Regions from separate parts of the Sus scrofa genome. Here all the other regions are linked to region 3. Evidence: chromatin contacts called from public HiChIP or PLAC-seq data. All regions are on one chromosome and are shown on one strand. The core of a region is the stretch at or near the end of the contact, and the rest is flanking DNA. Distances in the headings are between cores, read along the strand shown. Region 1 holds the start of RNF149 (E3 ubiquitin-protein ligase RNF149). Region 2 holds the start of PDCL3 (phosducin-like protein 3). Region 3 holds the start of RPL31 (60S ribosomal protein L31).

What was found. HiChIP or PLAC-seq counts read pairs in DNA pulled down with a chosen protein or histone mark.
Region 1: a contact with region 3 is called in an H3K27ac HiChIP or PLAC-seq map of alveolar macrophages. The contact joins the promoter of RNF149 here to the promoter of RPL31 in region 3. A contact is called at or near these places in 2 of 5 promoter capture datasets (both in liver), 1 of 47 Hi-C or Micro-C datasets (epiblast stem cells) and 2 of 2 datasets of contacts at active chromatin or transcription factors (alveolar macrophages and skeletal muscle).
Region 2: an H3K27ac HiChIP or PLAC-seq map of alveolar macrophages shows a contact between it and region 3. The contact joins the promoter of PDCL3 here to the promoter of RPL31 in region 3. A contact is called at or near these places in 2 of 5 promoter capture datasets (fetal liver and liver), 1 of 47 Hi-C or Micro-C datasets (skeletal muscle) and 2 of 2 datasets of contacts at active chromatin or transcription factors (alveolar macrophages and skeletal muscle).

Annotation. Positions count from the first base shown.
Region 1 is chr3:53,030,584-53,033,859 of Sscrofa11.1, forward strand. RNF149 (E3 ubiquitin-protein ligase RNF149) reads left to right here and starts at 1,849. Exons shown (of 9, transcript XM_013995949.2): 1 at 1,849-2,631. The coding sequence starts at 2,190.
Region 2 is chr3:53,691,636-53,694,706 of Sscrofa11.1, forward strand. PDCL3 (phosducin-like protein 3) reads right to left here and starts at 1,399. Exons shown (of 6, transcript XM_003124899.6): 1 at 1,235-1,399. The coding sequence starts at 1,240.
Region 3 is chr3:53,293,393-53,296,799 of Sscrofa11.1, forward strand. RPL31 (60S ribosomal protein L31) reads right to left here and starts at 1,995. Exons shown (of 5, transcript XM_005662362.3): 1 at 1,890-1,995; 2 at 1,398-1,504. The coding sequence starts at 1,504.

The sequences.
Region 1 (3,276 bases), core at 599-3,098, 260 kb before region 3:
AGTTCCCATTGGGGCTCAGCGGGAATGAACCCAACTAGTATCCATGAGGATTGGGGTTTGATCCCTGACCTTGTTCAATGGGTTAAGGATTCTGAGTTGCTGTAGCTGTGGTGTAGGCTGGCAGCTGCAGCTCGGATTCGACCCCTAAGCCAGGAACTTCCATATGCTGTGGGTAAGGCCCTCAAAAAAATTTTTTTTTTGTTTTTAAAAGGGAAAAGATAATGATACTTGCCTCACCCTACCCCACTCCCCCTGAAAACAAGAGTGTGGTCAGGTAAGTCCTGTCAGCTTTTCTTGTGGATGGCAGGGAAGGGGAACTGAAAAGACTGAGGGGCAACTTCTGTAAGTCTGAAGGCCCTAGGGTTTGAGCCAGTGACCACAGCTTTGGAGGGAGGTGGGGGTTAGGATGAGGGTGGTGACTAGCTGAGGCCTGTAGCTGATAGTGAAAAAATAAAAGCCAAGACTTGGGTGTGAGTCTAAGGGCTCAGCAGCTGCAGGCCTGTTTCTATTAGCCTGTGAGCGTCTCTGAGCAACAAACCTGTAAGTAATCGTGCGTCTTAATGGGTAGAAAAAGAGCTATTTCGCTTATTTAACGAACATGGATTACACACATGATGTCTGCTAGCTAAGGTGGACTCAGAAAAACAGCAAAGACAATCCCGGCCTTGAAGAAACTCAAGTAGTTGAAGACTAAAAACTGTATTTAGAAAGCAGTAGTGCTGGCACCTCATTATGCATAAGCATAACATACACAAGCAACGTGCAAATTAGGAGCACCCAAGTTTGCTTTTAGGAACTGGGGAAGGTTTCACAGAAGAAATAGCTTTGGAGTTAAACCTTGAAATTGAAGTTGGTGTTTGCCAGGACAAGAGCCAGGAGCAGGTTGATTTCAGAAAGTAGGAAATGATTGTGCCAGATGTAGCATGAAACTGCAAAGGCCTCTTCTGGAAACTACAAGTATTTGTTTTGCTACAGCAAATCATGGCTGTCCTTGGCCATTTCCTAGCCTGCCATGACCAGCATAACTGATCTCCCTATTCTAGGCCTGGGACAAGAAGAAGAAGGTCTCAAGCCCTGGGATCCTTTCAGCCTTTGGAAAACTAGTTTCCTAATGGGAAAGGGAGAGGAGATCCAATTTCAAGAAAAACTTATGGGTTGTGGGCTGCATTTTGGAGCAGCATCTTAAAACACTCAGTCCAAGAAAGGCTTAACAACAGAGGACTCATGAGAGCGTGTAAGGCCCAACAAAACGCCTGATGTGAGTGGTAGCAACCTACTTCCTGCGATTACAGGTCCTTGTACAAAAAAGGAAGATGAGTCAGTCAGAAATCAGTGTTCTAAACCTCTTTTCCTGCTAAGACTTCCTTTCCAGAGCAGTTTCATGTGCACTATCACCCGATTTTTATTTCCAAACAACAAATTTTCTTTTTATATTTAATGCTGTACCATTTAAGTGCTCATCTGAACAAGTAGTGCGATGCAATGACTTCAATACTAAAGATTATACATAAAATACTGAAATCGGTAACATAAAGTATCTGGAAAAGACGTGTAGCTTTGGAGTTTCTAAACTAATTTTCAAAGTTTTAGATAAGCAAGGCCTTCGCCATGTGCCTCGCACAGTAAATTCTTCATAAACATCCGTTCGGCGATTTTACACAACAGCGCTCCCACGCCTCCGGCCGGTTAGCAAAGAAGCTTCCCGTTTCTGCGGCGGTCACTTCCCCCGGCTTCGTTCAGCGTGCTACAAGTCCCGTTGCACAAACTCGGCCACTGGCCACGGGGTGACGCGGCTTGGCGCAAACTGTCGCGTCATTCGCTCACACCCGAGCCTTGGTCCGCAGGCTCCCCGGGTTCCGGGACCTCCAAGCGGCAGAAAGGTGGAGACGCTCTCAAGCACTGGAAGATCTCCGCCCGAGCGCACCTCACTGGGGTCTGCAGGGGGGGAGGAACTGGCCCAGGCCCCGCCCCCGCCCCTCCGCCGCTCCGCCAGGTGCGCGTGCGCCGCAGCCCCGCCCTCGCCGCGCCCCTCCCGTCCCTCCTCCAGGTGCGCGTGCGCCGCGGCCCCGCCTGCCGCCCGGACTCTCTTTTCCCGGGCTCGGCCGCCGGCGGCCGCTTCTCTGCTCTCCTCAGAGCCCTTGTACGCGCGCTCCCTCCGGCCCTCCGGGAGTCGCCCGGCGGCAGGGGCCATGGCGTGGCGGCGGCGGCGGCTCCAGGCCCGCGGCGCGTTGGCGCTGCTAGCGCTGGCCCTGTGCTCCCCCGGCGCCCGGGGCCGGGCACTCGAGTGGTTCTCGGCGGTGGTGAGCACCGAATACGTGGACCCGCAGACCAACCGGACCGTGCGGAGCGTCTCGGAAAGCGGCCGCTTCGGCGACAGCTCGCCTAAGGAGGGCGCGCACGGCCTGGTGGGCGTCCCGCGCGCGGAAGACCGCGACCCCGAGGGCTGCGAGCCCTACACGCGCTTCCTCGTGCCCGGCGTTCAAGGGGCCGCGCCTTGGGTCGCGCTGGTGGCGCGCGGGGGCTGCACCTTCAAGGACAAGGTCTTGGCAGCGGCTCGAAGAAACGCCTCGGCGGTGGTCCTGTACAACGAGGAGCACTACGGGAACTTCACTTCGCCCATGTCCCACGCGGGTGAGGTGCCGGGGCGCGGGGACGGAGTGGGTGTCTGCGCCGCGGTCCCGGCCGAAGGCCGGGTCCTCAGACCCTACCCCGAGGGGCAGCAGCAAGGAGGGCTAGAGGCGGGACAGCGATGGGCTCCCACTGTCGGGAACCACGGGGGAAGCTCTAGGTTTACTGGGTGTGACCCCCCCCCACACACCCCGGGTGCTCTTAGGAGGGAGACCAGCCTTCGAACAAGATTAAATCTTCTCCCTGGGTCCTTCAGGTCAAGAGAAGTGTCTTCTGCAGGGCAGTGGGAAGAACGGAAGAAATTAAAACCCACTGGAGGAGGATGGTGGTTCTCACGGATAGAAAGTCTCCTGGTTCCTAATCGTGGGTCCCTTGCCAGGCGGCCTCGCCCCGAGGCAGGTGGAGCAGGAGTAGGAGCATTCCAGGGTCTGGCTTTCTTCGCTTTCCTAAAACATGTCAATATGCTAAACCTGGAGTCAGAAAACCTGGCCTTAAGTTGGGGTACTGTTTTCTCACGTGCTAAATAGAAGGTTGCAGTGCTGGCTCTACTCCCAGTCCGATTCTTTGAGGCTTGAGTTTAGAGGAAAATTTTTAAGTTGCAATCATACTTTTTGCCAGGCGACCCTTCCCACATACACGATTCTCCAG
Region 2 (3,071 bases), core at 149-2,648, 400 kb after region 3:
ATGTCAAAGTGGGTGCTCAGCTCCACAACCCAGCTGCCCAAACTCTGGTTTGCATGGGGGGGGGGGGGCAGGAGCCCGGCTTATGGACCTGGTCTGGAATGCAAAACCCAGGAGTTCTGTGCAAAGGGCACCGGCATAACCAGGCTCCAGCCCCAGCTCCTTCTCCTGGGTCTTGCTGAGATATATCAAAAGAAAAACAAACAGAATCCTTTCAAAGGGCGGTCAGGGAAGGCCTCTAAAGAAGTGAAACTTTTAAGCAGGGACCTGAAGGACAGGGAACAAAAAGCAGGCCAGAGAAGCCATGGAGCTTCCTTTCCACCATCTCTGAGTGTCAGGCTGGTAGCAGAGACACTGTTTTTGGAGATGATCACCCCCTTCAGCCCCCAGCCAAATCCATACTAACGCCACTGCCTTTCAGCCACTGAGTAAGGGGTGAGTTCATCAGAATCCATGACCACAGCGAGATCTGGGAGGCAGGAGAATGACCTTTGGAGGAGGGTCTTTCAAAAGTGACAAAATTCAGTTGTCAGACTTTCTCATAAGAGCATCCATGTCCATGGTGTCTTTTTTTTTTTTTTCATTTTCCTTGGGTTTTAGTCAAATTCCACTAGCAAATTCTTCATACCATAAAAGAACAACACCCCAACCCGGGGGATTTGGTTCTATACATTCTTGACGGAAAGTAACTGGGTAGTGGAACCCTCGGGCTGAGCTCTGGAAGCCCCCGGTCCAAAAGGAGCGCACCAGAACCTGGACACCAATGCTGCGGGGAGAGGGTGAAAGCACCCTTCACCCAGCCCTAGATGTACTCAGGAACACGGGTCCCGCCACTGTTACATTTTCGGACTCCCAGGCGGGACCCCTCCAAGGTTCAGCTTCTATCCGCGCAAGGAGTCCTAACACACCTTCCCAGGTGCTGAGATAGGTAACACGGAGGACGTAACTCCGCCAGGTGGTACCCCGGGTGTCTTTCACAGGCCCCAGGTGACCTCAAGGAAAGGCAGCCCCGCAAACGAGATTTGGGGGTGGGACAGACGGGGTGGGGACCCGCGGGACCACGCCCGCCCATCCCACACTGCGCCTGCGCGGGTCTCGTCTCGCGTGGCCTCCCCAGGCCGCGGCGCCCGGTGCTTCCCACAGGCCCAGCCCGGAGAGCCCGCCTCCAGCAGACCCAGCGGGGCCAACGAGTGGCCGTAACCCCCAAACGTCGCCCCCGACCCACCGGCTAACTCACCTGCATCGTCTCAGCTCGCTCAAGCCCTGCCGGCCTCGGCGCCCCCGCCCCTCAGCTCTCTTCCGCGCACGCGCGCAGCCGCCGGCTGGGCCTTCACCCCGCCCCGCAGGAGCCACCGGGGCGGAGCCAGGGAGGAAGAACGCTCTCCTCTGAGCCTGCGCCCGCTCCTCAAGAAACGGGCGCAGAAACTGTGCGCATGTGCGAGGCAGGACACTCCTACTGTCTGCCTCCGAGTACCGGATCCAGTTCCCCGCGCTGCCTTATTAGGGCAGGTCTTCGGCCCCCGAACGGCTGGGTCAGGTGGGGAGATACCCGGTGTGGAGGCGGTTTCTCTGGCTGCGGACCAGATCGGATGGGAGGTCTTGGCCCAGGAACACAAATAGAAATGCGTTTCAGTGATCCAGTATTACATTAACAATAATGCTGGGTTGCCTGGAATTCGTTCACTATCCTTTTAGCGACGACGTTGAGAGCGGATTATATACCAGGCACTATGCTAGGCTCTGTCCATACAGCAGTGCTCACAACAGACAAAAACGGAAAGGCGAAAGTACTTTCACCTGGTTGAGCCCACGCGATCCCTATTTGCAAAAGTGCTTAGCCCTTTCAGGACTGCACAGGAGGCGCTGAGTAGAAATCTGCGCTCTGAGTTGTAAAATACAGGTGCTGGGCCCCAGGCTTCTGTGCATGCAGCACTCTGAATTTGAGTTAAAAAAGCCATACCCCTCGTTGGACACTTAGGGCTGGGTGGCAAAGCGATTTCCCTCCCTGGACACCTGATCTAAGTGGTCGCCTTCTGTCAAGGAAGCAGACACAGATAACATCTGTAGGCTAGTATAGGACGCTAAGCTTTGGCTTCATTAGAACCGCCTGGGAATCTTTTAAAACTGCAGCTACCCTGGGGCTCCATCCCCAAATTAAATCTCTAGTGATGGGACCTGGAACTGATAGGGCCTTAAATATCTCAGGTGTTGCTAATATACACAACCATTGGTATAAAGTGAATCAAATAATTCCTTGAAGGCAAGGAGCTCTGATTTAATCATTTAAAGGATTCTCAATATTACCTAACTCCTTTCTACAAAATTATAGGTCTTCTTAAACATTTGTTTATTCATTTAATTTATCTGGCAGCAAACTGTGAATGAATTTTCCTGGTCTCACCAGAAAAGTCAGGATCAGGCTAGCTTGGAGTGGGTTTGGCCCAGTGCTCATCCACTGGACTAGAGTGGACATGCCTCATTCCAGCCTTAGCTATTTTGGGAGGCCAACACTCATCTCCACCACAGGCTCCCTCTCTCCAGAGGAGATTAACAAGTCAGATGCTCAAAGTCTACTGACTTCTCTGCATAGAAAGGTGAAAGCTGCCTCTCTCACTTTCCTCAAAGATTCCTTCCTCCTGTGCTCCAGTTCCCAGTCCCTCCCACCTCCCCAGAACTTCTGTCACTCATTCCATCACTCTTGGCTCTGGAGAGAATAATTAGGGCTTGGGAAAAAAATTAGAGCTGTAAGAATGGGAAAAGAAAAGAAATTGGGAAAAAAAGATTTCTATTTGTGGATGATATGATAGCATACACAGAAAACCTTGGGAGAATCAACTTTTTTTTTTTTTTTTTTTTAACTTGATTTTTAGGGCCGCACCCAGGGCATATGGAAGTTCCCAGGCTAGGGGTAAAATCAGAGCTACAGATGCCAGCCTACACCACAGCCACGGCAACTAAGGATCCAGGCTGCATCTGCATGCAACCTACACCACAGCTCATGGCAACACCAGATCCCCAACCACTGAGCGAGGCCAGGGGTCGAACCCACATTCTCATGGATACCAGTTGGATTA
Region 3 (3,407 bases), core at 745-3,244:
TGGCTCAAGCCCACTCTTCCAATTCCCAGTTGTCTGACCTTTAAACCACCGCCCCTTTCACCTGTGACTTACTCACCATCTGGCACTTTCTACCATTTTATAGCTGGATACTTCCCTAACTTCCCCACCAAGGAAACTCGGAAGGCAGGATCTTTGGTTCCCTTGTGAATCCGCAGAGCCCCAGACACAGTTAAGTGCTTAACATGCCCCCCAGTGAACACATTCGTGCCCCAATAACGGGGTGGGAGGAGAGAATGTGGTTACAAGCTGCAGTAATGCACAAAAAGGGCACCGTTGACCCAGAAACCCCCAGAGACCTCAGGCTTCACACATGGCCAACGCTTGGCTGGAAACGCCAGGGCTAAGAGACAGTGCCACACATTTAAATCCCTTTCGAAAATCAGTTGTCCTGAGATGAGAATGCCCAGACAAGTTGCTCCCCAGACTGGTGCCTGAGTATTTTGCAGCACCACCCTGGCTCTTAAAAACACTCCAAATAACAGCACTCGATGGATTTGGTCTGTTATTACTAGTCAGCACCGTGTGCATAAAAGGGGGAACACGCACAAAGCTCAAGAACTAAAAACGAATCCGACTAGCATCCATGAAGAGGCAGGTTCGATCCCTGGGCCCGCTCAGTGGGTTAAGGATCCAGCGTTGCCAAGAGCTGTGCTGTAGGTTGCAGGCCAGGCTCGGATCCTGCGTTGCTGTGGCTGTGGTATAGGCTGGTGGCTACAGCTCTGATTGGACCCCTAGCCTGGGAACTTCCACATGCCGGGTGCGGCCCTAAAAAGACAAAATAAAAATAAACAAAGAACTATAAAAACCACACCCCAGGGAGGAAAATCAAGAACTACGACATTCACAGTCATTCCCAACGTCCTTGTATATCACATATGCAGCCAGCGTCTTCTCCACAAACCACTGCCCGCTAACTTCAGAACACTTTCTTCTCTGGCCTCTCCAGAACTTCCACATCCAGCACCACAACTGGACCAATATTACTTAGTACTTAGCTGTGTGGGTGGGAGAACTAAAATTACCCCATTGCAATGTTCGGACTCTGGGCCGGACCTGGCGTTTTTAGTTACCTGGTTGACTTTACTGGACTCTGGAGACAGTGAAAAGGTCTACTCATCCTCACACACACGTCTCACCCCTAGACCTGCCGGGTTTAATTCGATCAACACAGCAAGAAGTAGCATCGATTTACCACCGCATCTCCCCAAGTAGGCTTCCCAGAACCCTTATTTAGGCGTTAACCTCCATTTCGCTTTAAACCCTACAAACAGCCTTCGATAAGGTCTATGCAGTAAAGACTTGGGCTCTTGAAGAAACGGTTCATTTCTAGACCCCGCGCGGTCAGAAGACACTGGCCGAACGCAGGCATTACTCACACGCCATGGATGCGCTTGTGAATGTTGATCGTGTACTCCCTGGTTACCACCTCGTTGATGGCGGACCGGCCCTTCTTCTTCTCGCCACCCTTCTTTGCGGGAGCCATCTAGACCCAGGCGACAAGGAGGCTCAGAGTGAGTGGGACAAACCCAAGCCAAGTCCTTCCTCCCGGCCTGGCCTCGGGACGCTTCCAGGGGCAGAGAGTCCGGCCAGGTCCCTGAAGGCCCACGTCTGGGAAAAGCCCGGCGGGCCACGGCACGTCTGCGCCCTTAGACGCCCCCGCCCCCGGAACCCCCTGCAGCCCCGGCTCTCCTAAGCCGGCCACTCTCCCTCACAGGCTCCGGGAGCCCTTAAACGCAACGCAGACTCCCGTGCCCCTGGAACGCGGAGGCCCAGGTCGGCTCAGGAGAGAGCCCCCTGTTTCATTCGACACAATCCCAGGCGAGGATGGCGCCGGATTCCTCAAGCTGGGAGCCAGCACCCATACTCACTTTCCCCGGCCCTGGTTGGAAAGGAAGAGCGCAAGGGTTTGTGGGAGAAGGAAAGCGGCGTCGCAAGTACAATTTCCGGGTCACCTGGAAGGGTGGGCGGGGGGAGAGGCTGTGACGTCCACGGCGCGCGCCGCAAGAAATGCAAGCTTGTCTCGAGGGCGGGGCCTGAGCGGGGCCTGAGCGGGCCGCGGCCGCGCGCTCGAACGTCGCCCTCTCTGCGTCGTTTCCTACCGCCGCGTTCCAGCTGCCTGCGCACTAACAAGGGCTTTTAGAGGATGCCGGAACCTAGGCCCCCAGGAGGAGCGGACCGAGGCGAGGCGAGAAGATGCTTTTCTGGTTTTCCCACTCTCTCAGCGATCGGCCAGGCTAGCGTTGCCTGAACCTGTACGCCAGGCTGGTGGCCCTGGAGATGCTCCCGTCGAGCAGGGCGGGCTCGCGAACCGGCGTCCTCGCAGCCCGGTACCCGGGAGCCTCACGCGGAGGCTGCTGTGCAGCCGCGGGCCGTGGGTGAGGGTGGCTGGGCTAGGAGTGAGGAGGAGGCCGAGGAAAGGTTTGCACAATAAGTATTTTTAAATTAAAATTGACAGTTTATAATTGGCTATATGAAATGTCAGTTTTGGAAGCACCGTTAGTAGAGTAGTTGACAAATCACCTTGGAAAGGAGTAAAATACTGTATACGACTTTTACATCGAAGAAATCAGTGTGATTTCATGACCTTAAAGCAGTATTTGTTTTCAGCTCTATCACACGCAAATGGCCCCATAATAGCAATAGCACTTTTCCCCAACACCTGGAAATGAAAAGAGAGAAATCTGACTTTGGAAATGAAAAGTGAGGAATCTGACGCCAGCACGTCTGGTGTGAGTTGACCGCGTAGCCACGTCCCAGATCCCCATGCCAAACCGATGGGTTGACAACTCTGGACCTTAAGTTGGTCAGAAATTGCATTCTTTTGTTGCAGGCAGCGTGGGTATGGTAAGGTCCTTAAACCTAGGGAGGTGTAAAATTTTATTTGCTGAGTTAACTGGAGCCCTCGAAATGTATGTTAAAACTGGACCATTGAGAAGGCGTGAGAATGATCATGGAATAAAATACAAGACAAAGTTAAATCTGTGATATTCACACCTTGCAGCCAGTTCTGATGTAAAGATAATCAATTTTGTTATATTTTGTGGGTCCTTTTTAGAACTCTTAAATCTGTATCAGACTTGAGATTTGAATTAAATTCTTACGAGTGTTTCTATCTGTAATCTCTTTTCATAATTGGGGAAATTTTTTTTTGTAAATTCCTAAATATCGACTCATCTGTTGTTTAGGTAGTATGTGATTAATATGGGAAATGTTGACAGTGTAATGGTTAAAAGAATGCTAATTGATACCTTTTTAAGATCAATAAATTGGACATTACATGACTTACAGTTAGTGGTGATATCTTTCCAGGTACAAAATTCCCTCTGACAAAAATGAATTTACCAGCGTGGAGGATAAAGATTTTCAGTTTGTGTCGATGTGTGGGT